Regions from separate parts of the Mus musculus genome. Here all the other regions are linked to region 4. The links are chromatin contacts, called in public Hi-C and HiCAR-type maps. All regions are on one chromosome and are shown on one strand. Each heading gives the region's core, a stretch centred on a gene start, on an enhancer-like site or on the middle of the called end of the contact. The rest is flanking DNA. Distances are from core to core; before and after follow the strand shown. Region 1 has its middle 130 kb from the start of Abcc12. Region 2 has its middle 72 kb from the start of Gm33687. Region 3 has its middle 110 kb from the start of Gm33687. Region 4 has its middle 18 kb from the start of Abcc12. Region 5 overlaps Gm39215 (a long non-coding RNA gene).

Region 1 (5,697 bases), core at 1,840-4,339, 150 kb after region 4:
CTCTCTTTTATTTTATGTTTTTTTAATCAGCCTATAAAGCAGTCTAAAAGACTGCCTCATACCCTGTAAATTTTGTTTAAGATCTCCCCGGTCTCACCTTCTCCCCCATTGCTCCCCCACGTTGACTGCTTTTGTGCTGTCAGGTCTCTACAGAATTCCAATTTAGGCAAACACATCTAAAAGTCAGAAGCTATGATCTACATATAAGGGAACATGTGGCGTTTGCCACTGGGGCCTGAATTAACTTGCTCAGCATGGTTGTTTCCAGTTTCATTCATTTTCTAGCAAATTTCATTTTTCTTTTCGGTTGAATAAAATTCTGTTGTATGTGTACCACATTTACATTATTCATTCACACTTGATGGACATCCAGACTGAATCTATTTTCAAGCTATTCTGAATAGAGCATCAATGAAAGTGGATGAGCAAGTGTAGAATCATTTGGGTGGTGTTTTCTTATCGTGGTGTGTCTGGGTCACATGTGAGTTCAGCTGAACTGGTCTACATCCCCTCCAACGGAGTAACAGAGTTCTCCTTTCCCACATCTACACCAGCATCCTTTGCATTTGCATGATGACTTCTTGATGACAGCCATTCTAACTGCAATGAGATGGAATCTTAAAGCACTTTTAATCTAAATTTCCTTGGTTATTATAGATGATAAATACTTTTTTAGAGTCTTACTAGCTGTTTCTATTTCTTCAGAACTCTGCTCAGTTCTGTAGCCCATTTAAAAATATTTATTTATTTTCTGTATATGAGTACACTATAGCTTCAGGTGCATCAGAAGAGGTATCAGAACCCATTACAGATGGCTGTGAGCAACCATGTGGTTGCTGAGAATTGAACTCAGGACCTCTGAAAGAGCAGTCAGTGCTCTTAACCTCTGAGCCCTCTGTAGCCCATTTTAAAATCAAGTGCTTTTCTTGATGTTTAGCTTACGAAATTTTTTATTCTAGACATTGATCTTTTGCCACAGTTGGTGAAGATGTTCAGAGTGGTGAAGGGCCCCGTTTCTCCCCATTAAAAGCTCAGTGCCTCAGGATGTAAGGATGCTCAGCATGAGAGCACTGGCTGCTCTCTCAGAGGACCAGAGTTTGGTTCCCAGAACCCACATCAGACAGCTTATAACCTCCATAAGTCCGGCTTTCCAGAGAAACAGCCCCTTTTGGACTCCATGGAGACTGATTGTCTGTCTGTCTGTCTGTCTGTCTGTCTGTCTGTCTGTTTGTCTGTCTGACTCTCTCACACACACAAATTATACAGAACAAAGTAAAAAACTAAAAAAAAAAAAAACTTAATGTGTAATAGTAACTTTTAGTCACCAGATTTAATGGTTATCTTGGAGGCTTACTGCTTCACTCTGCTAACCTAGGCCTAGTCCTGGAAGCTTCTAGACTCCATACAATCTAATCCAGATCTAGGATATTTTCAGCCTCTGAGACTTACTGATGAATACATTCACCCCTTTGTAGTTCTTTCTTATCTCTGGCCAGCTGATTCAGCTCAGACTCCTGATTTAGTTGTTCTGGTTCAAACTCCTCTCCACTGTAACTGATTCAAACTTGCTTCTTTCTCAGCCTCTGACTTTTTGCTCTGCTTGACCTCATACCAACTCTGGCAATCTGTTCTAATCTTTTGACTCCTACTCATTCTCTGGCTTGCTCTGTCTTTACCTGTGTCTAGCTTGTTCTCTCTGTAACCTGTCTCTGTAAAATTCTCCCAGTAAGACTGCCTCCTTCTCTGCACTACTCTTTTAAATAGTGTCCTTTTTCTCTTTCTTCTCATGGGAGTTGGACATATCCTATTCTGTGATATCGTTCTCTGATTCATCATGTTGTCTGCCACTTGATTAGACATCACTTTCAAACATGGTGCTTCCTTCTACAAACTAACTTTAATTTCATTTTTTGGGGATAAAGATGTGTACTAAAGGCATGTCTGAATTCCACCCTGAAGGATTAAGGGTTTGTGCTAAGGCTGAGCCACACCACAACCAAAAATGTGGTTTTCCAGTAAACAACACAATCTTGGGGTTCACAGGATAATCAAATATCCTGCCACACAAATGCTTATAGGCTAGCTATTTCAGTGACATCATTGAAAGGGTTTTGAGTTCGGGGCCTGTTTTGGGGATTTCGTTTTGTAGTGCTGGTCAAGGCCCAAATTCTGACTCGCCAGGGCAAGAATAATAGCAACTTTGGAGGTTTTCTGCACTCCTGCTAACAAGTTTATACCATCTTCTTGAGCAATGGATAGTCTTTCAAGGTTGTTATGCAAAGTATGTTTGTCCTGCCAATGAAGTATCTGTGGAGTGTGTGTGTGTGTGTGTGTGTGTGTGTGTTTGTGTGTGTGTGTGTGTGTTTTAACTTGGAAATCCTGACCTTGATTCCACTGTGAGTTGTAAGCTGAGCTTGGTTTTGCCTGCAGATGACTCTTAAAGACTGTCCTGTTTGTAGAGCCATCTCCTCAAAGAGCCTTTTCAGACATTCCTCCATTCCTTGCCTTCTATACATTTGCTCACAAATGTTAGCAGGAGGGACACACTGTGTGTATACTTACATCCTACACAGATCATCTTGCTTTGTGTATGTCTCAGTTATGCTTCTGTTCCTGTGAGGAACACCAGGTCCAAAAGTAACTTGGGGAGGAAAGGGTTTCCTTCAGCTTTCACTTTTCACAGTCCACTGTGGAAGGAGACCAGAGCAGAACCAAAATGTGGAGGCAGGAACTGAAGCAGAAGCCATGGAGGAGCCCTATTTACTGGCTTGCTCCTCATGGCTTGCTCAGCCTACTTTCTTACACAGTCCAGGCCTACCTGACCAGAGGTGGCATTGCCTCCAGTGGACTGGGCTGGTATGTAGACCTCAGCTCCACATCCATCATCAGTCATGAAAATGGGTTGCAGGCTTGCCTACAGGCCACTCTAATGGGAACTTTTTCTTAACTGTGATTCCCTTTTCTCAAATGACTGTAGCTGGTTCCAAATTGACAAAAGTCAACCAGAACAATATACAACAGAATGATGCTTCTCCTCTGCCACCCACAGGGACTGATATCCCCTTAGGGATGGCTTGGACTTACTGAGAATGTATGCTCCAGAAAGAGGACAGAGGTGACCTACACTCTCTTTGTCTGTACACTTGTACAGGACAGTAACCAAATTTGTGAGGCATGACACAAATTAGACAATCTAATTATTGCGAGTGATGGTGACATTAGACATTTATTGGGGACCGACATGATGAGTTTAGAGATTTTCATAAGTTTGGTGATATTTCTTTGTGTAATGGGAACAATTATTATCATCCTCACAGCAGAAGAGAAATTTAAGGCACAGGCTAGTTGATACCCCACAACAACATAGCCAGGAGATAGCCAGGCCAGAACTAGAATTCAGAGAGTCAGATGCTCAGGCTTATGCCTTTGACCTTTGATGCTCGTGTTCCAGGCCATGCATATGTAAGATTACTATGGACATCAGTATTGACACTGAAGCAAAGGCAGTGGGCTGATACTGCAGCTTCAAATGGGTTCTGCCCTCTGTGAGCATTTCAGGACATTGACGTGACCTTTCTTTCTACGTCTTTCACAACAGGCACAGAGAGCTGACCGAACTACTGATGAGGGTCAAGTTATTGAGTTCCCACCTCCCAGCCTGGGAAATTACTCAGATCTCCCAGTAAACATTCCTTCTCTTTGGAAACAAGATGGCATAGACTGTGAGATGCTGCTGTGGAGAGACATGTTGCCATGGCAGCAGCTCATGCCTCCTTCCCACCCGCTCTGAGGTGCTCTGACACAGGCAGTGGTTTCCATAGTAACAGGAATAATTGAGGGTCTGTGAAGAAAGGACTTGTGTATGTTCTGACATGGGAAGAATTGAAAATGAATCCTGATCATTTAGAGGGCTATCCTACCATATGTCAAAGAGGAACAGCATCATCACTACAGGGATAATCCCAGAAAGTGGATCTTAGTGATCTTAGAGATTCTTAGCTTATACTCCACTAAAAGTTCACCTTTCATCTTTCTATGGGGACAATTTAAGACTTCATACAATAAGATGAAGAGGTGGAAAGTATAGCCAAGAGTGAAAGATCAGGAGTGTGTAGATCAATTACTACACAGGTGACAGGCTTACAGGTAACTTTTAAACATGGGTCCAGATTTCTTGGGAAAATTTCAAAGGATGAAGGAACCTATACTCTCCTCTATTCTATTCAAAGATGCTCAGTGCCCTTCCCACTAACTGACAGCGATACAGACTGCTCTGCCCCTTCAGAGTGCTTGCCTTGGTTGGTTCCAGTTAGGCTGAGATGCTACCCCCCATCTGTGACATGTGTGGCTCCATCTGTGATGTGGGCCTTCATATCAACATTCCCATTGACCTTTGGGGGCTTTGGAGGTGAGACGAGATAAAGACAGAAGGCCAACTAGTGTCAGTCCGTAATTCTAAGAGCAGGCTGAGTGGTACAGAGCTCTTAGCACAGTCTCCATGGTATGCCTCTTCCTGGGCTACACGTGGGTATGAGATGTGGCAGTCTTGCTAATACTAGAGAGCTTGGTTTGCGAAGACAGGTTCTAAGTAAGTAGTTTATATTGACACACTGATTTTCCTCACTCTCTGAAGAGCTACTGCTGCATTTTCTTCATTTTTGCAGTTGAAAAAATAAGACAGAGAGAGTTTGAGTAACATGCACAAAGTCTCACAATTACTACATAGCTAGAAATCAGACTGCACGCTGAACTGCACGCGTTGGCCATAGGAAGAAACCAAACTCTTATGTGCAAAAAGGGTTAGACAGACCAATTCCTCAGTGGCAGAAATCCAGTTCAGTGTTAAGGAGGAAAAGGGATGTGGTCTGTGGAGCTTCAAGCACAGCTGGATCTAGGCACTCCATCTGTTAGCTCAGCTCAGCCCAGCACCCTCCCTCTGCTAAATCCTCTCCCTCAGTGATGTCAGAGATGTCTACTGGCAGCTTCTAAGTGACATCTCACTTAGCTCAGCTCCAGGAGCTAAAGAGGATCTTGCCCACCCGCTCATCACTCCATGCAAGACTTGCAGTTGATAATGGTGATGTGGCTGCTCCAGTATGAGTCACATGCCAACTATTTAGTTGATGCTGTATTCTTAGTGGCCAGACTTGGATCAAGTGCCAAATCTTTTGGCTGTGGTGGGAGGAAGCTAAGATAAGGGGAAGAAAAGGAGGGAACGGATGCTGCATGGGAGGGACCACTAGCTGTCCTCCATCCTTGCTCTCTTCTGTATGCAGAGAAATGGTGGGGCTCAGGCACTCACTAGCCAAACCCTGCATCAGTTGCTTCTTGCTGCTCTGAGTTCTTCACTGTCTAAGGCACAGTCATGAACCAGTCTCTCCTCTATTTAGTGGGAGCTCTTGGAAGCTGTCCTCCCTGGATACTTTCCCCTCGGGCACTTCATAGGACATCCTCCTTTCGTGATATTGCTCTCTCCCGCACCCACGTGGCATTGCCTCATTACCTTTGCTCTCATTCCACTCTCTCCAGTCACCTCTCTCAGCTTCATTCATTAGCAATGCTTCAAATCTTTCATCTTCCCCATTCTGCTCAGCCCTCTTACATTTTTCTCACTGTCATTAAAAACCAATGCTCTGCATCTCCTTAGCCTTCTGTGATTTTTCTGTGGTATAGACCTAGGGGAACTTGGAAGCTTTC
Region 2 (5,166 bases), core at 1,405-3,904, 230 kb after region 4:
TTATAAGAGTTGCCTTGGTTGTGGTGTCTCTTCAAGGCAATAAAACCCAAACTCCCAAACTGAAACAACATCTAAACATTTTTTTTTTGTCAAAGAAACACCTGGAGATACATGAGCCATTCAGAAGGAAAAGAAATTAGACTAGCCACCATGTGGTCACCATGCATGACCTTAGTTTTATATGCCAAGGTAACTTTAGGCACACAATCACAATCCCTCATGCTGACACACGACAGTGTTTCTCATTGGATTTCCTGCTACTGGCTTCTGAAAACCAGTGCCTGATCCCCCAAGCAGGGCTGCTAATTGAAGATCTGAACAGGTGTTTCCCTAAAAGTCATGCTGACATGGAGAGACTGGGCTCACTGCCTCTGCTTCTCCTGGAAAGCATGCTCTTCTTCACACGATACAAAGTTGCAAGGTGCAGCAGACGGAAGGCTGAAGGTCAAATGATGAATTCTAAGAGCAAAGGCATGCTTTGTTAAGTAAAGCTTCCTTGTACCTCTGTGCCTCTGCTTACATAACACAGCCCCAGGGGCAAAGAGCAGAGAAACAGAGTCTCTGAAGAGCTGGAAAATCTGGGTCAGGATTGAGGGGAAAAATATTCTTTGCCTGGGATCAAATCACTATTCCTTAAAAATCTACAATGTGCCATGGATGGATGGATGGATGGATAGATAGATAGATAGATAGATAGATAGATAGATAGATAGGTAGGTAGATAGGTAGATAGATAGATGATAGATGATAGATAGATAGATAGTAGATAGATGATAGATATCTAGATGATTGATAGACATAGATAAGATAGATTATACATACATACATACATACATACATACATACATACATATGTATGTACACACATAATTTAGTTTCACATAATAGTATATGCTTTATACATGTGTATGTGCCTATATTTATTGTGATGACAAATATTGTTAATCTGACACAATCTAGAAACAAACTTGGAGCTTGGGCCTCCAGACAGACCTGTTGGGGATTGTCATGATAGTGTTATTCTGTATGGGAAGATCCATGTTACTTGTGGGTAGAACCATTCTCTGCACAAGGGAATACTGGACTGTATTAAACGGAAAGGGCAATGGGTCACAAGCATTCACTAGCCTCTGCTTCTTAACTGTGGAGTCAATGTGAGCAGCCGCTTCAAACCCTTGACACTTTGATTTCCCTCACCACCACAGACTGTAGCTTCAACTATAACCCAAACAAACAGAACAAACGTCCTCTCCCTTAAGTTTCTTTTGTCAGAGTATGTTATCACAGCAATGGAGAAGTAAATTATGACATGCCTGTAAAGATTATGTGCTCACATGCATCGCTCCTTCACTGAGGTGTTGCTTAATCTTGGATGTCAACTTGCCTGGGTCTGAGATCAACTAAGAAACATGCTTTTGGTCAGGTCCATGAGGGTATGTCTGGATACAAAGAGGTCTGGAAGAAAAGATTTTTTTACTTTGCCTCCTCACCTTTGCTTCCTGCTGATGAGTGCATCTACTCTGTTGATATCTTTGCTTCCATCCTTCACTGATATTGAAACCCAACTTCTTTGACCTTTCAACACAGACTGAAGCCCCAAGATCTCCAAAACTCCTTCCTACTTTCATCATCAGACTAGGACTCCTGAGGCCACATGGACTGAGCAACTATGTGATGTAGATTAGCTATTGTTGGATGACACAGCACAAGTAGTGTAAGTCAATCTAATAAATCCATTTTAAACATCCTATTGCTTCCATTCCTCTAGCAATCCCTGACCAATACAAATGAGAAGAAAGGCAAAGCTTCAAACTTTGGGTAAATGTATTCATGTGTGGTAGTTTATCTGAGGTGATTCCATAAACAAGAGTGAGACCATGAAAGGAAATAAGACATGACATGCTACTGGACTAATTATTGCTATGGTCAACTGGGTTCAATCTCACTGGACAGTCTGAGGGACTGGAAGGCTGGCATTAGCCTCCTGCAATTAATATGCATGTATACACACACACAGCAGTTTATTTCTGGTGTCTGGCACAAAGCCCCCAAATCTATAAATTCCCCTACAGTCCTATCTTAAAACTTACTAACTCCCAGCAGGGGAGAAAATGGCAAGCTGTTTCCTCTGAGGCTTCTTATCTGCCAATGAGCAAGGACCTTTAAGAATGGGCCATAAGACAGAAACTTAGAAAACCCTGATACTCTCACACCAGTCCTCAAAAGGGACATAACAGAGTGCAAAGAGAACAGACTGGGATTGGGCAGGTCAGTGTCGTAAAGTTTGTACCTCTGTATCATTTCCATGCAGCCCACGTGTGAGTTCTACTATAGTAAAGGCAGATAGCACCACACATGGTGTTTCATTTCAAAGCAAGCTGATCTGTGAGATTTCAGTCATCCTTCAAAGGTGGAGTCCTCTCTGAAAACCCACACGCGGGAAAAGTAACAGGAAGAACAAACTGTTTTCTCTTATATGCTCCACGTGGAACAGATCTGTGGCCACACATCAATTTTTCAGCATCTGCTAGAGAGCCTGTGAGCAACTCAATTTTGACATTTTCTACTCGGAGATAGAGCCAGGTACCACTACATCCCAAAACAAGCCTACTTCAGAGGCCAGTCACACTCCTTGTGGTTAGAGGGTCTGGTGACTCAATCCCTGTCATTTGCTGGCATGGCTCACTGAAGCCAGACAAACCCTTCGCCCATGTATTGTAAGGGTTAGTGCAAAGGATCCAGTTGAACAGCCAGGGGAAGGGGTACTTACAGCAAGCTGTGTTTGCAGAAACTGCAAGTGCAGGGATTTTTTACTGGGGGTTTGTCACATGCATATGATCAATTAACTTAACTGCAGTTCCTTTTCCCTTTCCAAAACAGAGGCGTCTTAGTTAGGGTTTCTATTGCTGTGAAGAGATACCATAACCAAGGCAACTCTGATAAAGGACAAAATTTAATTGGGTCTGGCTAACAGGTTCAGAGGTTTAGTCCATTATCATCATGGTGAGACCCATGGCAGCATTCAGGCAGTCAGACATGGTGCTGGAGGAGCTAAGAGCACTACATCTTTTTCCAAAGGCAAACAGACAACTGACTTCCAGGTAGCTAGGACAAGGGTCTTAAAGCCCACACCCACAATGACACACTTCCTCCAACAAGGCCACGCCTCCTAATAGTGCCACTCCCCAGAGCCCAGCATATTCAAACCACTACAATAGGATTGGATAAAATTGGAGAAGCTCAATTTCATTAACAGATTGAATAATGTCTACCCAGTGAAGGCCTCTTTCAGAAACACCTTCACAGACACACAGAGTAACAACATCTTACCTGGTATCTGGGCATCTCTTGACCCAGTAGAAATAAAAACTAAAGCATTGTAGTGACTGAAAACAACCACCAATTATTAAGCTTACAGTTCCTCAGCCCTACCATTCAGGACGGGCTCTGCCAAGTGGTTTTTCTGTTTGAGTGAAGTCGCTTGTGCAGATTATATTTGGTTGGCTCACTTGAGCTCCACACAGTATGTCAATGTGTGTGTGTGTGTGTGTGTGTGTGTGTGTGTGTGTGTGTGTTAGTACACAGGAGGCCAGAGGTTAACCTTAAGGGTCATTCTTTAGGAGCCATTTACTTTGTTTGCATTTGGGTGGTTGTTTTGTTTAGTTTAGTTCTGTTTTCCATATGCTACCCAACTCAGCTAGTCTGGATGCCTCCCTAGCTCTGGGACTGCAAACATACCACCAAACCTGGGCTTCTCATGCAGGGCAAACATTTTACTGAAAAGCCATCTCCCCAGCCTATACAAACTCTTAATTTTAGCATTCAGACATAATTATCTTGTATAATTTTTATAATTATAAATGAGGTTCAGAGTGGGTGGGTAACTCATCCAAGCACACATGGCTTGTGAAAAGTGTGCTTTGTTCCTTGTGATTAGCTTATTCAACCAGACAATATAGTAAAGAAATAAAAACCAGTGATACTTTTCATCAAGGAGCTCAGACTGAGTCATCGGTGCAGAGAATAATGAAGATGTCTGTCATCTACTGTCCAGGGTGACTCATGAGGAGCTGCCCAGCCCACACTGAGAGTGATGGTATGCGATATTCTCTCAGTGAATCCATTCTTTATGGAGAACCTAATGACTCACAGTGCAAAGCTGTCATTATAGCAGCCTTTAGAGATAACTTAAAGACAAATGGTACAGGTATTGAAACACTGCTGTGAGACAATTTGGTTGTTGGGTTTTTGTTTTTGTTTTTTGAACCAGAGAAAGGACACCAGAGACAGAAAATTTCAGTTAATGTACTGAGAATATGGTCATTCATCACATGCAACTCTGTACTGTTCCTTTGTTTACATATTGATGAGTTTTCCCTAATTCACTTGGTGAAAAAAAAAAAAAAGACAACATGGGCCATTTATTAAATCGTGGGAGCAACTAAGCATGAATTGGAACCTGACTGGTTTACAAGTGCTGTATTACTACCAAAAGGCATGAAAGCACCTCTCCCATCCCAGCCCCCTCTGGTGGTCCTTGTGGGCTTTACTAACTTACACTTTTATTCTTCACAGTTCGGACTGGAAGAGGAGGACAAGATACCCATTAGGCAGAGTACAGAATTCCTAACAAGAGACAAGAAATCCCTGTGCTAGAGCCTGCATCCCACAGCTGCTGTCAGTATCTAAGCTCAGGGTTAAAAGGGTATATGAGCAAATTATTGCCCAGGGTTTGCCTTTAAAAAACAAAACAAAACAAAACAAGTCAGGCAGTGGTGGCACACACCTTTAATCCCAGCACTTGGGAGGCAGAGAAGGTGGATTTCTGAGTTTGAGGCCAGCCTGGTCTACAAAGTGAGTTCCAGCACAACCAGGGCTGTATAGAGAAACCAGGTCTCAAAAAGCCAAAACAAAACAAAGAAAGAAACAAATCACAAAAGGTAATTTTCATCTGGATTCTCATGGTTAAAGGTTAGTAGCATGAAGAAATAACAGCAACTATTATGTAACTTTTGTCCATACATTTCTACCTCTATCTTCCAGTGTTGTTTGGCTCCCAAGAATTGGTCTCTGAAGTTTATAGTTCATACCAAACTTGCTAGACTACTTTTGTGCATTTATAGTCAGATATACAAAGCCTTTTATTGTACAAAAATGGGATCTTCT
Region 3 (5,506 bases), core at 1,453-3,952, 200 kb after region 4:
ACAGACAGGACCAGCCACACAGCACAGGACCAGCCACACAGCACAGGACCAGCCACACAGCACAGGACCAGCCACACAGCACAGGACCAGCAAAATTTTGTTTACTAAAATGAACTTTCACGGAGTTAAGTGGCCAAACATACTAAAACATAAGCTTCGGGCTCATAATGGTTATTGGAATTTCAACTCCCTTGTTTACACATCATCTGTTTCCCCAACTTTAGAAGATCCAGACATCACCGGGAGACAAAGCAACTGGTTCAGGATCATATGGCAAGGCGAGAGCTGACCAGAGTCAGGACTTCTCGAGTCAGCATGCACTCTCTACTCTCTTGATGCCTCTCAAACGCCGAGCATAAGTCATCATCTTGAATGCCATCCTTTTACTCACTGAAGCCCTTGATTGTTACACATATACATTTGAGTGTGTACATGTATGTGAGTGTTTGCATGTGTGCACATGTGTCCTTGAGCGTGTGTGTGCATGTGTATGTGTGTATGCATGTGTGTTAGTGTGTGTGCATGGGTAGATGTGTGTATGTGTGTTTGTGTGAGTATATATGTGTGTGTGAATGTGTGCATGAATATTGTGTGCATGTGTGTATGTGTGAGTGTATGTATGTATGTATTAGTACATGTAGTATGTGTGTGAGTGTGTGTGTGTGTAAATGCTGAGTGGACAGTTGCAAAGTCAGACATTTGAAAGCTCTGGGTATTGATGACTGTCCATGTAGGAGCCTAAGAAAGGAGTATCAGGGGGCATTATGAAATACTGTATTCCAATTTCAGTGCTTAAACAGGCTGAAACTGGCAGAAGCACAACAGTATTTATAGTAGAGGATTTCTAGAGACCTGAGACGCTTAGTGGGTTAAATTTTTATAAGGCATTTTTTGTTAGATATTTTCTTCATTTACATTTCAAATGCTATCCCCAAAGCCCCCTATTCCCTACCCCTGCCCTGCTCCCCAACCCACCCACTCCCACTTCAAAGGTAAACCTTGGTAATAACGGCTGAGCATTGGTGTACTGTAAGCCTTTTTTTTAATAGTTGTGGTCTTGTTTAATCTGCATGGGAATAATTGCTCGTCCTGTTTTGTATTCATAAGTGAGGGAAGTGAGGTTAAGAAAATGAAATGATATGTCCTAAGTCACATAACTATTGGGACAGAGGAGTGATGGAGACAAAGAAGTGGATCTGGATGTAGATGTAAATGCTCTCACCATCCCCCAGCCCCATCTGGGCCAACCTCCATGCACCTTTGCTTCCAGCCCAAGAAAAGCCACCCTGACGACATGCAAGTGGAATGAAACTAAAAATGAATTTATCTTCGCTTGGCCTTGATAACTGAGTAGTGTTTTTGAGGTGACCAGAGTCAGATGGCATTCAGAGACTCTGTCCTGTGTTGCTTGGAGAACTCTGCCTTCTCTCTGACCTGACTGCAGAAAATCCCCAAGCACGGGAGTTGACAGAGGAGAGTGGGAGCCAAACCAGCAGATATGGAAGACACAGCAGAGCACTGGGAACTGCTGAAAAAAACTAAGACCTAGAAAAACTCTACTGAAGATTTATATTCCTTTTAACTCCATTAGGACTTGAGGTAGCTAAAAAAAAAAATCTACTTTTAAAGTAAAGGAAATAGGATTATTGGATTTCGAAATTGGAAGCCATAAAATTTAGAACAATTTTATATAAAACTTCAACTCTTTTAAAAAAAAAACAAAATAAAAGAGTCAGATGGTCTCGAGTAAATCCAAATCTCAAAAGAAGAAGTAGACAAAGGTCTCTCTCTTTGCTGAATGCCTACAAGTCTAGCGCCATAAGCAGGAGCCTCGCTGAGTGGGTCGCTGAGACACCCACTCTGAAGCTAACACCCTGGCTCTGCTTCTTGTAAGGGATGGGGACTGACTATGCTTTCCAGTTTCCTAGACGCCACTCCATGTCCAGGGAACTGTGTATTGTCATGTCTGTACCCACACTTGAGCTCCGTACTTCACCGGCTCGGTAAGGCATTTCTTTTCCACCTCTACCCTTTGTACTTACACTTCTTCCTCAACTCTCCATAAGGTCTTTTTGCAAGGACAACTATCTGATACTTTTGTTATTTTCTGTGGTCCCAAGTCAGCAGTGGCTTAGTGTAACCGCTGAGAGTTGTGTTTAAACCCCAAATCCAATGACACTGAATAGGTTGCTTGTTCGTTTCTTTGTCTGTAAAATAGGAGTTAAATGGGTGTAAAGCACATAGCCTAGCACTGAGAACATACAGGTATTCATTATGCAGTGCCTTTATTTATTTGCCAGTATACAGAACTGACTGGGAGAAAAAGGCTTGAGGCCTGACACACAGCTGAAGCCCTTTGATGGATGACACTCCAATCCATGCCTCTCTGAGTACATAGATACCATTTCTTCCTTCCCAAGATAAGAAGCTGAACCCTTCTTTCATCCACACCACCACTATAGCTCCTCTTCATCTGATTTGAGCATCCATTACCATCTCATTGAAATGCCACTTAGACAAGGTCTCAAGTGTAGAGCTACAGAGGGAGCTTGGAGTAGGCTGGGGTAGAGGACTGCCCCATTAGCATTCAAACCATAATAGAGACCATTATCTTGGCAGCAAAATACCCCAGCAGTAGTGATGGGAGGAAATGGGAGTGGGTTGCCAAAGCAACAGAGAAACTTGAGCAGTGCTGTTTCCATGGCAACAGAGGGCCTGCATGGGAGGGCTCTCTCAGTTCCAGCACTGGTTAGACTCTCAACAGTATCAGTGACTCATCGGGTAGATTGCATTGCAAAGGGCAAATTAGTGAGAGGTTTCACTTAAGAAGTTAGGCCAGCATGAAGCCCACAGCAGAGATCTAAACTCTGGAGATGGAGCCTGGGCCTGTCTGTTAGGAATCAGGATTCTCTTGGCTGCTGGCCAGTTCATTACCTCTCAAAGCCATTAGGCCTTATTTATGGTTTGAAAACTCAAGGAGACCCTGCCTGAGCCAAATCTCCCTATGGGAATCTGACTCACGAGGTACATGACTTCAGGGGCAGACCAATGCCTGTGAGCTGTTTCTCCTTCTTTCCTCAATTTTAATTTTTATCAAAGTAATACATTCACATAATTAAAAGTCAATTAGAGTCTATAATTAAACACATAAGGCCCCGCGCATAATAGTGCTTCTCTTCCCTGATTCTCCAGGCACTCACTATAGTGACTTTGGCTGTATGTCCCCTCTTTACATCTGGGTTTTCAAACGTTTCCACCTGAAATACAGTTTCTTTGCATCCACAGTTAAGTGGAGGGAGTCCTCTCTTACCCCCTGTCAAACTCAACCCCCAGACACAATATAGAAACTTCCGAATACATAATATTTATAAACTACAGTGTTTTTAATGTTATAGGATATACCAATACTGCCTGTCTGCCAGCAAAATGATATCTTTTGAGCAGAGGGCTGCAGGCTTCCCTATTCAACACGTAGGCGCATTTTAGGATAATTTATTTCTGTTAACATGTATTAGTTGCACATATTGCTGTGATGCAGTGTGATATTTCAGTATATGAATAAAGTGGGTGCTGACCAACACACACACACACACACACACACACACACACACACACACACACACACATTTAACCCAACTCCCTTAGCTTCCTTTATGAAACAATGTGTGTTCTGTCTCTCTGCTTGAATCATTTAATGTAATGTCTTCTAGGTCCATCCATCTTGTTACCATGACAGGGTTTCATTGTTGTTGTTTTTTATGGCTGAACACCTCCCCCCTTAACACACACACACACACACACACACACACTCCACTTGTTGGTATTGCTTTTTCTTTAATCATCTATTGTTGGGTATCTAGGCTGTTTCAACCTTAGCTATTACAAACAGTACAGCAATCAACATGGACAAACAACTATGTCTTTTGTGTACAGATTTCATTTGCTTTAGATGTACACACAGGAGTGGGATAGGTAGGCAATTCGGTGGATATAGTTTAACTTGTAGGTTCCTAATTTATATTCCCACCAACCATGCATGAAAGGTCCCTTTATCCTCATCATCATTAGCATTTATGTTTGCCTTTTTAAATAGCTCCTTTAATTGGAGTGAGGTGACATATTGTAAGTTTGATTCATTCATTTCTCCAGTAGGGAGATAACTTACCTAGTTCTTTTTTTTCAATTTTTAAAAATATTTTATTTACATATGTATTTACAGTGAGCATGTGTGTGCATGTGTGTGGATGTGCATGCATGAGTGTACCTGTGTGTGTGTGTGTGTGTGTGTGTATGGAATATTTTTTGTTAGGTTTCTGAATTCTTTACATATTCTGAATATTAACTCTGCATCAGATGAGTAGTTGGCAAAAATTTCAAACCACTCTCTCTGTTTCTTTACTCTGTGGATTGCTTCCTTTGATTTGAGTTTGGTGTAATCCCATTTATCTATCTCCTACTTTGTTTCCTGTAATTCTAGAGACATATTAGCAATTTCATCACCTCTACAAATATCTGAAAGTGTTCTTCATGTTCTCATGTTTTACATTTAGGTCCTGGGTACATTCTGAGTTGACTTTTGTAGTCTGAAAGACTGGGATAAAGTTTCAAGCTTCTGCACATGGAGATCTGGTTTTCCAAGCACCAGTGGCAGAGTCTGTCCTTTCTGCAATGAGCCTTTTGACACCTTTGTTAAAGTCACTGTGCTGTAAGAGACGCAGACTTCCATGCATTTCCAGGATCTGCTCTGACATGGCCAGCCTGCCAGGCTGTGTCCATCTTTTCTAGATGGGAGCTCCACCAGGCACTCTTCTGTCCTTCAGATTGACTCTACTCTGCCCCTTGTTCCCAGACTACAGCCACTTGCTCCACTCCAGCAACAACTGGTTCCTGGGGTCCTGAGGCTGCATTGTAAGTACATGGCTTCTTTCTTCCTGCTATCCTCAGCTGTTCAATAGGATTCAGGTTACAGATGTCGGCTGAGATTGTGTGGAACTGTGTACCACATTCTTATTCAGGAGTGATTTAATACAAGAGGGTAGGTAGGATTTTTGCCTTCCTAAATCTAAATATTTTTTGGACTATCTTGGCTGCTATACCGGAGTGACTTTGCAAAGAGACTGCATTACATAAAGTACATGCATATTTTTATATTTAATTTTTAAATGGTAGCTATTTAGACTACCCAGAGAATAATTCTCTTTGGAAAATATTGAATGTTTAAAATTTTTGTGTCCCAGTACATTAGAGTCAAAACCAGATGGTTTTACCTTTTGAAAGAACAAGCCCACTTATGAGACTCATCTCCAAATAATAAGTCAATGAAAGCAGTCATTAGGACTGTTATTTCTCTGTTGCATATGCTTGTAAAATATGAAAATTTACCTAAATGTCCCACAAGACACTTTCTATGGGAAAGCAATAGAGTAATCTGTGACATAAGAGAGGCTAAGAACAAAGTAGGCTCGGTGCTGTGCAGAAAATGTCCATGGTAATTTTTGTGTCACAA
Region 4 (5,068 bases), core at 348-2,847:
TTTCCAGCATTCACACGGCGGCTCATGTTACTCCAGTTTTAAGTGATCTGATGCCCTCTTCTGGCCTCTGCAGGCACCGGGCATGCATGTGATAAACAGATATACATGCAGGTGAAACATTCATACACCTAAAATAAAAACAAATACATCTGAGAGAGAGAGAAAGAGAAAGGGAGGGTGGCGTTCTGCTCCCCACAGTACACTGAGAGTAAGGGACATTCCTAGAGACAAAACGTTAATTGACCCCCAACCTTCATCTTCCCTTATTCTTCCTATTTAACTGGACACTGGGATAGCTACTGTCTAAAATATGTTCTTTATAAAAGTCTTCCCAGTAGCTATGGCTCATGGAATGGAATGGGGAAGTCCAGTAAAAGTTCTGGGTTGGAGCCAGTACAGAAAGAATGTTGATCTTGTAGACACCGTCTTACCTCTGGCTTTACTTCTGGCCACTTTCCACTTTCTGGCGGCACCAAATGACCACAAGCTCCAGGACCATGGCCTACCAAGTTCAGAAATTCTCAGTCAAGGTTTCAAAGTAGGGTATTTTCTCATTGGGTTAGCTCAGTCATATGCTCATCTCTGAACCAAGCATGTTAAGCTATTAGAAGTTGGATTTGCCAGGCCCAGTCACTCCTGTGTGGGAGGACAGGATCAGCTCCAAGTCACATGGACTGAATGGAGGGGTTCCCTCTCTAGAATCGCGAGGCTTTTGCTATGAGCAGGCTATGGATGCCGGCAGGCCCCTCAAGGGTGTTGGCAGATATTGAAATAGAAAAAGAAATGATTTTCAACTTCTAGGCAGAAGATCTCTAGGGGAAAAAATGTGTCAACGCATTTTTATTTGTTTTCAAATTGTGATCACCAAGTTCCTCAAAATTCCACAAGAAAAATGAATCCAGTAAGCTAATAGTCTCGCATAGTTTTTCACAGTAGGATAGAGCTGCCTTTAAATGATACCCTGCCTGGGGGTTTTGATCTCTGGAGACACGAAGTAAGCAGTAAACAAGTCAGCAGGCAGTTCCAGAGCAGTGCCAGGAGGTGTCGACAAAGAGCTGAGCTGAGCTTCCATAGAGCTCGCTTGCCCAGCGGACTTGCTGCAGATTCCCTAGAGCGGCAGCAAACAAACATTTACTTAGATAAGAAGGATGGGGTCGGAAGAACGTTCAGTGCAGAAGGAACAGTTTTGCCTGAGGGCGATGCGATCTCAGAACCGAAGAACACGGTCTACACCGAAGGCGGGGAAATGTTCTCATCTTCTTCCGCCCGGAGGCGTCTCCAGTGACACCTGTTTCTTTTTGTGGGGTATTTTTTGACTGTAAATCCTCATTCTCTCTCTCTCAATAGCTATTTTCCCTGTTACTTTTTTTTTTTTCTTCAATCTTTTATCCCCTTTCGTTACTTTCGGAGTCCCAAAGAGCAATCGAAGGGCCCTTCTAAGTGCCATCCTATCCGGCTTCTTCCAAGTCCAGAGTTGTTAATAGAAAATATCTGTCCCTCCCAGACCTATTTTGTGGCAATGGCCTTTGTACCAGAACGCCCTCCCCAAACAGCCATCATCCTTCAGGAGGGTCCTCATGTTTTACTCAAGCTGGCCAGCAGATGGCAGGTTCTTCCTAGTAATGCAGGAAGGCTCCGTAGACTCAAAACTGCAGTGATCTACACGGAATCCGGACAGAAAAACGCAGATCCCTGAGTCAGAGGATGGGAAAGAGGCTACTGCCACCGATCCACAGGACTCCACCTACCTCCCCAGCCCCGATCTCTTCCATCAATCTCTATTTCTGGGATTATTTTCAAAGTCAGCAGCAGCTAAATCACTCAGAGCAAATTTATTAAAGCCACTCTGCAGTGGCTGGTTTCAAACTCACTATGTGGTCCAAGCTGGCCTTGAACTTGTAGCTCCAGTTCTAACCTTTCATGTGGCTGGGTATATGTATGGGCCACTATGACTAACAGACAGTTCTCAGAACAAAAGCAGTTTCCACCTATGTGATACTCTGGTGCCAACTCTTCAGACTGTCAAATTCTTACATAGGGCTGGTGGCAAGAGCCTTTACTCACAGCACTTAGGAGGCAAAGGCAGGCAGATCTCTGAGTTTGAGGCTAGCCTGGTCTACAGAGTTCTAGGTCAGCGGGGGCTTGCCAGAAACAAAACAAAACAAAACAAAACTGACGTCCTAACACATTTTATACACATCCCCTTGTCTCATCTAGATAATTTGTGTTAGAAGCAACCTTACAGATTACCAGTCTGAGAGCTGACCTGTCTGTCGTCCATGTGCCTGTGGGCTAGAACAGAAAAAAATGTCATTATTTTTACTAATGGAAATTTAGCATTTTCCCTTTATCATAATGGAGGTAATCAAATACATCATATCCACGACCTTCACGAGGATGGCGGCATCAATGGGCGTTCTCAAATCTCATTTGGTTGCCCCAGTTTTCACAAACCTCACGTGTATTGATGCTTTGGACTCTTGGTGGTCATTAGACCTCCTTCTAGATTATGTTACTTAGAGCGTCAACACAGTAGATTATGTTTCATAATATCCTGCCTTGTTTTTAACATAGCACTCTTTTAGTTTAATTGGTTATCTGTAATTCTACATATCGTGTCTTGGACATTAAAAAAAAGGTTTTGAAAATACACTGGAGAATCAAAGAGGCCCACGGCATGGGAACAGATTAATAACAACATTTATCTGATATAAATAAATAACATTTATTCTGATAGAGGGATCCTCACTCTGGCAGGAGGGGTGTCTGGCTCAGAACCCCATCACTGGCTTTGAACAGACTTGTCTGCACTTTGATCTAAGACAGAAGAAGAAAGGACCAGAGGGACAGGCAAACATCCAATATGGGGGATGTAGCTCTAAGGACCCATGTCCTGCTCCAAGCTTCTTATTCTGTGTCAGCCACCCCTTGTGTCTGTAGCTGGGGGTTGGGCTGGGTGAGGTGAGGTGAGTGTCAGTCAGGGTTCCCTTCTCCAAGGCTAAATAAATAAATAAATAAATAAAGCCAGCCCCCAACTCTGCTCCATGGAGTACATTTTCCAGGGGGCTGCTTAGCCTGCTACTGGGAATTTGCAGACACTGGTCCAGGACCTGGCCTTTTTATGGATAGCGTATCTAGCAGTTGACAAATCTTTTACTTCAGCCATCTTTGGGTTTAGTATTTTTTTAATATTTATTTATTTATTTATTTATTTATTTATTATATGTAAGTACACTGTAGCTGTCTTCAGACACTCCAGAAGAGGGCGTCAGATCTCATTACAGATGGTTGTGAGCCACCATGTGGTTGCTGGGACTTGAACTCAGGACCTTAGCAAGAGCAGTCGATGCTCTTAACCGCTGAGCCATCTCACCAGCCCTGGGTTTAGTATCTTTAGATTAGCAGTATACATTTAGAATTTTTAAAAAAAAATGCTGTGTGTTTTGCACATGGTACCTTATTTATTTATTTATTTATTTATTTATTTATTTATTTATTAGATTTATTTATTACTATACATAAGTACACTGTAGCTGTCTTCAGACACACCAGAAGAGGGCATCAGATCTCATTACAGGTGGTTGTGAGCCACCATGTGGTTGCTGGGATTTGAACTCAGGACCTTAGGAAGAGCAGTCAGTGCTCTTACCCGCTGAGCCATCTCACTAGCCCCTACATTTAGAATTTTTAAAAGAATGAGAAAATATAGCAAAGTTTCCTTCCGTCCTTCCTTCCTTCCTTCCTTCCTTCCTTCCTTCCTTCCTTCCTTCCTTCCTTCCTTCTACTCTTGCTTTCTTCTTTTTTCCCTGCCTCCCTTCCTCCCTCCTTTCCTCTTTCCCTCCCTCCCTCCCTCCCTCCCTCCCTGCTTTCCTCCCTCCCTGTCTCCATGTCTTCCTGCCTCTCAGCCTTCCTGCCTTCCTGTCTCCTACCCTCCCTCCCTCCCTCCCTCCCTCCCTCCCTCCCTCCCTCCCTCCCTCCCTCCCTCCCTCCCTCCCTCCCTCCCTCCCTCCCTGTCTCCCTGTCTCCCTGTCTCCCTGTCTCCCTGTCTCCCTGTTTCCCTTCCTCCCTGCCTCCCTCCCTCCCTCCCTTCCTCCCTGCCTCTCTCCCTCCCTCTCCTTCTTTCTTCTTTCATCTTGCTTTGTATCCCAGGTTAGCCTCAAACTAATAATCTTCCTGCCTGGTTCAGTCCTTCTTGCTGATATAGGAGTGTGCCACCATGCCAGGCTATAGCAAGGATGCCTGACTGTTCTTCTCATTCTGCAGTGCGTGCTCATCTCTCACTCTCCCAGGCGTGCTCATTTATCTGAGCCTCTGCTCCCTGATCTTGGATGCGCTCAGATACTGAGTGAGGTGGGAGCTCATCTCTTCTGCTCCTTTATTCAGAGATCCACGCCCCCTCTGTATCATTCTGCTCCAGAATCTGACCTCAAGATCCAATTGATGTAGCACCAAAATACTGTCTTAGTAGAAATCCATCTGTGCTTGGCCTCGAATGAAGATGGAGGCAAATTGGGCATCCTCCTTTGGTAAGCTTGCCATATCTGGGTCTGTTTGGAAGACTTTGAAAAGGAGTCTGGCTGGGCTTAGGAGGCATCCTGAGGCTGTTGTGAAGATCAAGAAAAGGGTTTTATAAATGTCAAGCGATATTATTAGCAGCGATTTGCATTCATAGAGAAGGGAGGGAGGCACAAGAAGCGAGGTACTCCCAGCACCTGTAAAGAGAACCTTCCCACATCCAGCATGATTCTCTTGAAGTATCCATTTTACTGCCCAGTTGTCCGGTGGCCACATTTCTGGGTCCCTTCAGGGCATGGAGGGAAACATCAGGTTTATTGCTGGCAGAGAGATGCAACCAAATTTCTGTAGGAAATGTAGAAGCAGGAAACATCCAGCAGAGGGAGGAATTGGCAGGGATAAGCAAAGCAGAGACCTGACAGGTCTTAAATAGAGTGGGCCTCTGTGGTCTCTGGGGAATATGTTCCAAGACGCCCCAGTGGAAGCCCAGGGCAGCACTGGACGCTGAGCCCTCTATTATCTGATGCTTCTACCATCACATGAAAAAAAAATT
Region 5 (5,517 bases), core at 358-2,857, 240 kb before region 4:
TGTTCTTACACTTGCCTCCTGCCATCTGGTTATCTCTAGTGCTACCTGCCCTCTCTATATCTGACTGGAGCCTGTCCTTCCTGTAATCTTGGTTGTGTCAGAACTCCTCATGCTGTCTCTGTGATCCTGAGATCCTGGGTGTGTCAGAGCTCCTGGGAGTCAAGCTGCCTCTGGGACCCTGGCATCCTGGTGTGACCAAGCTCCTGGGATCCCGAGATCCTGGATGTGTTAGAGCGCCTAGGAGTGGAGCTTCCTCTGGGTGTTGTGAGACTGGCTGGGGAATTTGCGCCCAAGGTCTGCTCAGGGCACCAGCCCAGACAGACCAGAAGAAACCCATGCCACTGATCTGGCAGAGTCCCTGTATGCCTGGGTCCCACTGGTCCCTTGAAATGTTTTTCATTATCACTTGTGTGAGTGTACACATGTGTGCGTGTGAAGGGCTGCATGCACATCAGTAAGTACATTATAAGGACTGGAAGAGGATGTCTGGTATTTTTCTCCTAAATCTCTGTCTTATTCCTTGGATACAGGGTCCACCTGACCCTGTCCCACAACACTAGGGTTACAGTCCCATGCAGCCACACCTGGCTTGTCATGTAGGTGCTGGATTCAAATTCAGGTCCTCATGCTTGCCTACATAGCAAGTAGCCTTACCTTCTAAGCTATCTTCTTAGCTTTGGCACCAACTATTTTGAGGATAATTTTATGAGGCTTTCCTTCTTCTTCTTCTTCTTCTTCTTCTTATTATTATTATTATTATTATTATTATTATTATTATTATTATCTCTTTATCTTTTTTACAGTCCAGTCATTATTCCCCTCCTGTCTACCCTCTAACTGTTTCTCATCCTATACCTCCTCCTCCATCTCCAAAAGGATGTCCCCACCCCACCCCACCCCATCCTACCAGACCTCCCACTCCCTGGGGCCTCAAGTCCCTGAAGGATTAGGTGTATCTTCTCTCACTGATGCCAGACCAGGCAGTCCTCTGCTGTACATGTGTCAGCTGGTGTCTGCTTGCCTGGTTGGTGGCTCAGTGTCTGAGAGATCTTTCAAATAGCCGCTGGGCTCTGGTTTAAGTCTGCACCTAGTGAAAGCAGCATTACTCTCTATTCACAGGGCAGTAGTCTGGGTGGAGACCTGCATTGATGCATGGCCTTTGCTGGACCCCTGCCCTCTCTGAGTAGTGAAGACTGAACTGGATGTTCTGGCGGCTCTGGGAAGCAGATATCAGAGCATGATTAGAAGGAACCCAGTGCAGCAGTGGCAAGGAGTGGCCTGATGTCCACATGTGCATGATCCTCTGCACTAGGTGGGGTTGCAGCCCTCAACTTCAAGCCCATACAGGCAGAGCGCCCCCTAGCTGTCTGATAGCATGTCAGCATAGCACTCCCCTCACTGTGATGGGAAACCCGAGAGGCAGGCAGGGATGATTCTTCAGAGGACTCAGTATTGGGCTGCTAGCAAAAGCTACTCCCCTCTCCTTCCTCCGAATGCCTGTGGAAGCTGGGTGGGCCTCAAGCTCTATCACCCTGGAAGGGGAGTGGTGGCCCTACCCACTCCTGCTGGGTGCTGGATCATGGCCAGCCCTGGTTTTTTAATATTCTGCTGCTTAATGGGACCCAGATGTTCCTTAGGAGTCTGATGTCAACAGTGCTCCATAGGCAGTTTGTCATTCCTACTGTGGGTAGACAGAAGCCGCAGATACTCAAACCCAGCAAAGGTTTGGGGATATTTCTGATGTAGCAAGCTAGAGGTGGTAGGGGAGGTTATCAGCCAGCTTAACTTATGGGTGATTATCACGTTCATGGGATGGGTGGGACTGCATGCATAATACTGGCATTATAGGTATGTACAGCAGGCCCAGACACCCTGACTCCTGCTGTTATTAAATGTGATTTTCATCTGAGGCCTGGTCTCCATCAAGCATGAGAGGACCAGGCTGGATAGAGCTGGGGGAGAGGAACATCCAGGAGCTGGGAGTGGATGCTCCATGTTCTCCTGCTTCATGAACTCAGCTGGGTACCATATACACTCTTCCATCCTCCCAGGAATCCTGACAGCACCCAGGAAGATCCTCCTGGATGCCTGCAAAGTCCACTCAGAGCATCTTACAACACAGAAGTCTGGAAAGCAGAGACTGGGCAGGAATTGGAAGTAACCATAGTTGAGATCTGGTTCTGGCTGACTCCAGGCAAGCATTCTTTCCCCTAGACTCTGGCAGACAGGGCTCTGGGAAGGGAGATAAACCAGAGGTTGTGTCCTGCAGAGATGTCTACATGGAAAGGAGAAAAAAGGAGAGGAGCCAAAACAAAGCTAGAGGGACCAGGAGCCTCCTTTTGTGGGTTGGGGACTGAAACAGAGATAGGGTCTCACTGAGTAATAGCCTAGGAACAGCGGCTCTGGAGAAACCCAGACATTCTGATTCATAGCAATATTTATTCTCAGGCTGGCTCCTGGGTCAAAAACAAAGCTCGGAAATGGCTCAATGGTTAAGAGCACTGACTGCTCTTCCAGAGGTCCTGAGTTCAATTCCCAGCAACCACACGGTGGCTCACAACCATCTGTAATGGGATCCGATGCATTCTTCTAGTGTGTGTCTGAAGACAGAGGCAGTATATTCATATAAATAATAAATAAATCTTTTTTTAAAAGAAGCTCTGGAAAAAAGGGGACATTTTAAGAGCAACTGTGATCTTTAAATACGGGACTTATTTTATAAAAGAGTAGTGTGTTGATATATGGCTTCTTTTGTTGACATTTAAATTGTAGCTATGTAAGAGAATGTCCTGTTCTTAGAAAACACAGCTGAAACTGCAAGGGATGAGTCACAGGGGATTTAACTCACTCTCCGAGGCTCTGCCAGTAAAGCCTGTCAAAGCACAGACACACTGGGGTGCAGGAAACAGGAGCGCACCAACCGTTGGTGAGTCCAGTCGAGGGATACAAACACACTCATTGAATTACTAGTGCAACGTTGCTCTATGTTTGAAAGTTTTCCAAGTAAAAGGAGAGAAAGAAGACAAAAGACGTGAAAATAGATAAAGAAGTCAAGAAAAGAGGAAAGACGGGCAGGTCCTGCCTCCAAGAGGAAAGGGCCCTGCAGTCAGAGAGGGCATGAGACAGAGGCTGTGGAAGGTAGGGGTTGGGAGGAGCCGGCAGGTGGCTGAAGAACAGGACAGGGAGCTGCTGGGTCAGGGGTGCAAGAGACCTGAGGGGAGAGACCTGTCTTTCCAAGAGCTCCCTAGGGCCTGCATGAAGCCCCGTGGAGCCCTCCTGAGCACAGCAGACTGAGAAGTGTCCTGCTGAGGGTGGGAAAGGCTTTTCCTGGGAAGGCAGAAAGGATTCACAGGGACAAAGCTGACAAGAGTCAGGAGGCTTCTTGCTCCTGTCACAGGGCTCCCCTCTGTGTGGCATTACCTGTTCCCCCACTCAAGGCCTAAGCCCCATAGACTCAGTGACTTTTTATTCTTCATTTTTGCTATTGCCTGTGTTGATTTGAATACGTTTACCCACCATGCACACCCCTTCCCCCATAGACTCATTTGTTTGAATGCTTGGCCCATGTGGAGTGGCACTACTAGGAGGCGTTGTCTTGTTGGAGGAAGTGTGTCACTGTGGGGGTGAACTTTGAGGTCATATATATATATATATATATATATATATGACATACTCAAGCTCTGCACAGTGTGGAAATTCAGTCTCCTTCCGGTTGCTTTGGAGCAAGATGAACTCTTGGTTCCTCCAGCGCCATGTCTACATGCACACTGCCATGCTTCCTGCTGTGATGATAATGGACTGAACCTTTGAAACGGTTTCCTTACTTTCTAGTCTGTGAAGTGGGCATGGTATTGTCACCATCCAGGGCTGCTGACACTGCCCTGGCACTGCTCTGCACTGTGCTGCTAATAATGATTGAAGTCTTTTAGGGTAGCATATATCATTATTAATAATCAGCCGTGATTAGTCATGAACTTGAATCATTTAGAAAAGATGCCAGAGAGGGGTGACCACCCCCAGGTACTCCTATTTGACAAAATTCTTTCCTAGTAGCTCTGCTATCCTGGGACACTGCCAGGCCTAGGAAGTGGGGGAGAAGGACAATAAGCCCTCTCTCCAGGGGGAGCTCTGGATTGTCCGTCCTACGAGGTTCCTCTTCTGAGGAGGAGGTTATCATCAGCAAAATGATAAGAAATCCTAGTCAAAGATATGCAGGAGCTTTTTCCAGGGTACGCAAGATCATCAAAACAAGCAAGGGTGTATCAGTGTGTTAGTTAGGGTTTTATGCTGTGAACAGACACCATGACCAAGGCAATTCTTATAAGGACAATATTTCATTGGGGCTGGCTTACAGGTTCAGTGGTTCAGGCCATCATTATCAAGGCATCCAGGCAGGCATGGTGCAGTATGAGGTGAGAGTTCTACAACTTTATCTGAAGGATGCTAGCAGAAGACCAACTTCCAGGCAGCTAGGATGAGGGTCTTAAATAAAGCCCATACCCACAGTGACACCTATTCCAACAAGGCTATACCTCCAAATAGTGTCTGCCATTCCCTGGGCCAATCATATACAAACCATGACAATCAGTTACTTTCTAGTGCTATGATAAACACCACGGCCAAAAGCAACTTGGGGCAACTTAGAGATTAGAGTTTATCATAAAGTGAAGTCAGGGCAGGAACTAAAGCAGAAGCTGTACTTACTGGCTTATTCTCCCTACCTCTCTCAGCTTATTTTCTTATACAACCCAGGACCATCTGCCCAGGGGTAGCACTGCCTATAGTAGGATGAACCTTCTCACATTAATTATTAATCAAGAAAATGTCCCCACAGTCTTGCTGTGGTGGTTTGAACGAAAATAGTCCCTATAGACCCATAGGGAGTGGTACTATTAGGAGGTGTGGCCTTGCTGGAGGAGGTGTGGCCTTGTTGGAGGAGGTGTGGCCTTGCTGGAGGAGGTGTGTCACTGGGGGTGGGCTTTGAGGTTTCAGATGCCAGGCCCAGTGTCTCTGTCTCTCTCTTCTTGCTGCCTGCTGATCCAGATGTAGAACTCTCAGCTCCCTCTCCAGCACCACGTCTACCTGCATGCCACCATGCTTCCTGCCATGGTGATAATGGACTAAACCTCTGAACTGTAAGCCAGCCCCAATGAATTCTTTATAAGAGTTGCTATGGTCATGGTGTCTCTTCACAGCAATAGAAATCCTAATATATTTGCCCACAGGCCAGTTTGATGAAGACATTTTCCCAAGTGATGTTTCCTCTTCCCAGATGATTCTAGCTTGTGTCAAAGTTGAGCAAAACGAAACAGCAAGGTGAAAAGTCATAATAGCTCAGAGACTAAAGCCAAGGTAATGCAGAGTTCAAGGCCATCCTGAGCTGCAAAGCAAGACCTGTTTCAAACAACAACTTAAACACACATGGAGTGGGGGTGTCATATGGCCAACAGCCGTGACAAGCTGCAGGACACAAGCTATCTAAATGTGCTTCAGCCTCCTTAAACAGAAAGATCTTTG

What was found. Hi-C and Micro-C count contacts between places; a contact is called where the count stands out from the background. HiCAR-type assays count read pairs that join an accessible place to other places.
Region 1: a contact with region 4 is called in a Hi-C map of cortical neurons, with 3 times the contacts expected there. The contact joins two enhancer-like sites. A contact is called at or near these places in 6 of 39 promoter capture datasets (the C10 cell line, embryonic stem cells, liver and 1 more), 5 of 15 datasets of contacts at CTCF or cohesin (the NIH/3T3 cell line, embryonic stem cells, large pre-B cells and 2 more), 6 of 484 Hi-C or Micro-C datasets (cortical neurons, embryonic stem cells and stem cell-derived neural progenitor cells) and 1 of 9 other capture datasets (adipose tissue).
Region 2: a Hi-C map of pancreatic cancer cells shows a contact between it and region 4, with 4 times the contacts expected there. The contact joins two enhancer-like sites. A contact is called at or near these places in 14 of 39 promoter capture datasets (the 3T3-L1 cell line, 3T3-L1-derived adipocytes, the C10 cell line and 8 more), 1 of 15 datasets of contacts at CTCF or cohesin (the NIH/3T3 cell line), 27 of 484 Hi-C or Micro-C datasets (the G1E-ER4 cell line, the HL-1 cell line, cerebellum and 8 more), 2 of 115 datasets of contacts at active chromatin or transcription factors (embryonic stem cells and large pre-B cells) and 2 of 9 other capture datasets (adipose tissue and liver).
Region 3: a HiCAR-type map of astrocytes shows a contact between it and region 4, with 2.1 times the contacts expected there. The contact joins two enhancer-like sites. A contact is called at or near these places in 6 of 39 promoter capture datasets (the 3T3-L1 cell line, the C10 cell line, embryonic stem cells and 2 more), 1 of 15 datasets of contacts at CTCF or cohesin (embryonic stem cells), 2 of 484 Hi-C or Micro-C datasets (cerebellum and cerebral cortex), 2 of 115 datasets of contacts at active chromatin or transcription factors (astrocytes and embryonic stem cells) and 1 of 9 other capture datasets (embryonic stem cells).
Region 5: a contact with region 4 is called in a Hi-C map of uterus, with 4 times the contacts expected there. The contact joins two enhancer-like sites. A contact is called at or near these places in 1 of 39 promoter capture datasets (stem cell-derived epiblast-like cells), 1 of 15 datasets of contacts at CTCF or cohesin (pro-B cells), 7 of 484 Hi-C or Micro-C datasets (cerebellum, embryonic stem cells, nephron progenitors and 2 more), 3 of 115 datasets of contacts at active chromatin or transcription factors (embryonic hindbrain, embryonic stem cells and microglia) and 2 of 9 other capture datasets (embryonic stem cells and liver).

The regions. Positions count from the first base shown.
Region 1 is chr8:86,436,898-86,442,594 of GRCm38.p6, reverse strand. No RefSeq gene overlaps it. Among named protein-coding and RNA genes, the nearest start is that of Abcc12, 130 kb to the left of the region's middle. Within about 2 kb of position 3,089, at least 67 of the 459 cell types and tissues checked have an H3K27ac peak or open chromatin away from gene starts, as enhancers often do. A contact at or near this core is called in cortical neurons and stem cell-derived neural progenitor cells, where this site is marked.
Region 2 is chr8:86,349,224-86,354,389 of GRCm38.p6, reverse strand. No RefSeq gene overlaps it. Among named protein-coding and RNA genes, the nearest start is that of Gm33687, 72 kb to the right of the region's middle. Within about 2 kb of position 2,654, at least 14 of the 459 cell types and tissues checked have an H3K27ac peak or open chromatin away from gene starts, as enhancers often do. A contact at or near this core is called in pancreatic cancer cells, where this site is marked.
Region 3 is chr8:86,387,312-86,392,817 of GRCm38.p6, reverse strand. No RefSeq gene overlaps it. Among named protein-coding and RNA genes, the nearest start is that of Gm33687, 110 kb to the right of the region's middle. Within about 2 kb of position 2,702, at least 97 of the 459 cell types and tissues checked have an H3K27ac peak or open chromatin away from gene starts, as enhancers often do. A contact at or near this core is called in astrocytes, cerebellum and cerebral cortex, where this site is marked.
Region 4 is chr8:86,581,825-86,586,892 of GRCm38.p6, reverse strand. No RefSeq gene overlaps it. Among named protein-coding and RNA genes, the nearest start is that of Abcc12, 18 kb to the right of the region's middle. Within about 2 kb of position 1,597, at least 93 of the 459 cell types and tissues checked have an H3K27ac peak or open chromatin away from gene starts, as enhancers often do. A contact at or near this core is called in astrocytes, cerebellum, cerebral cortex and 5 more, where this site is marked.
Region 5 is chr8:86,816,926-86,822,442 of GRCm38.p6, reverse strand. The region is part of intron 1 of Gm39215 (a long non-coding RNA gene); the gene reads left to right. Among named protein-coding and RNA genes, the nearest start is that of Gm39215, 6.5 kb to the left of the region's middle. Within about 2 kb of position 1,607, at least 54 of the 459 cell types and tissues checked have an H3K27ac peak or open chromatin away from gene starts, as enhancers often do. A contact at or near this core is called in stem cell-derived neural stem cells and uterus, where this site is marked.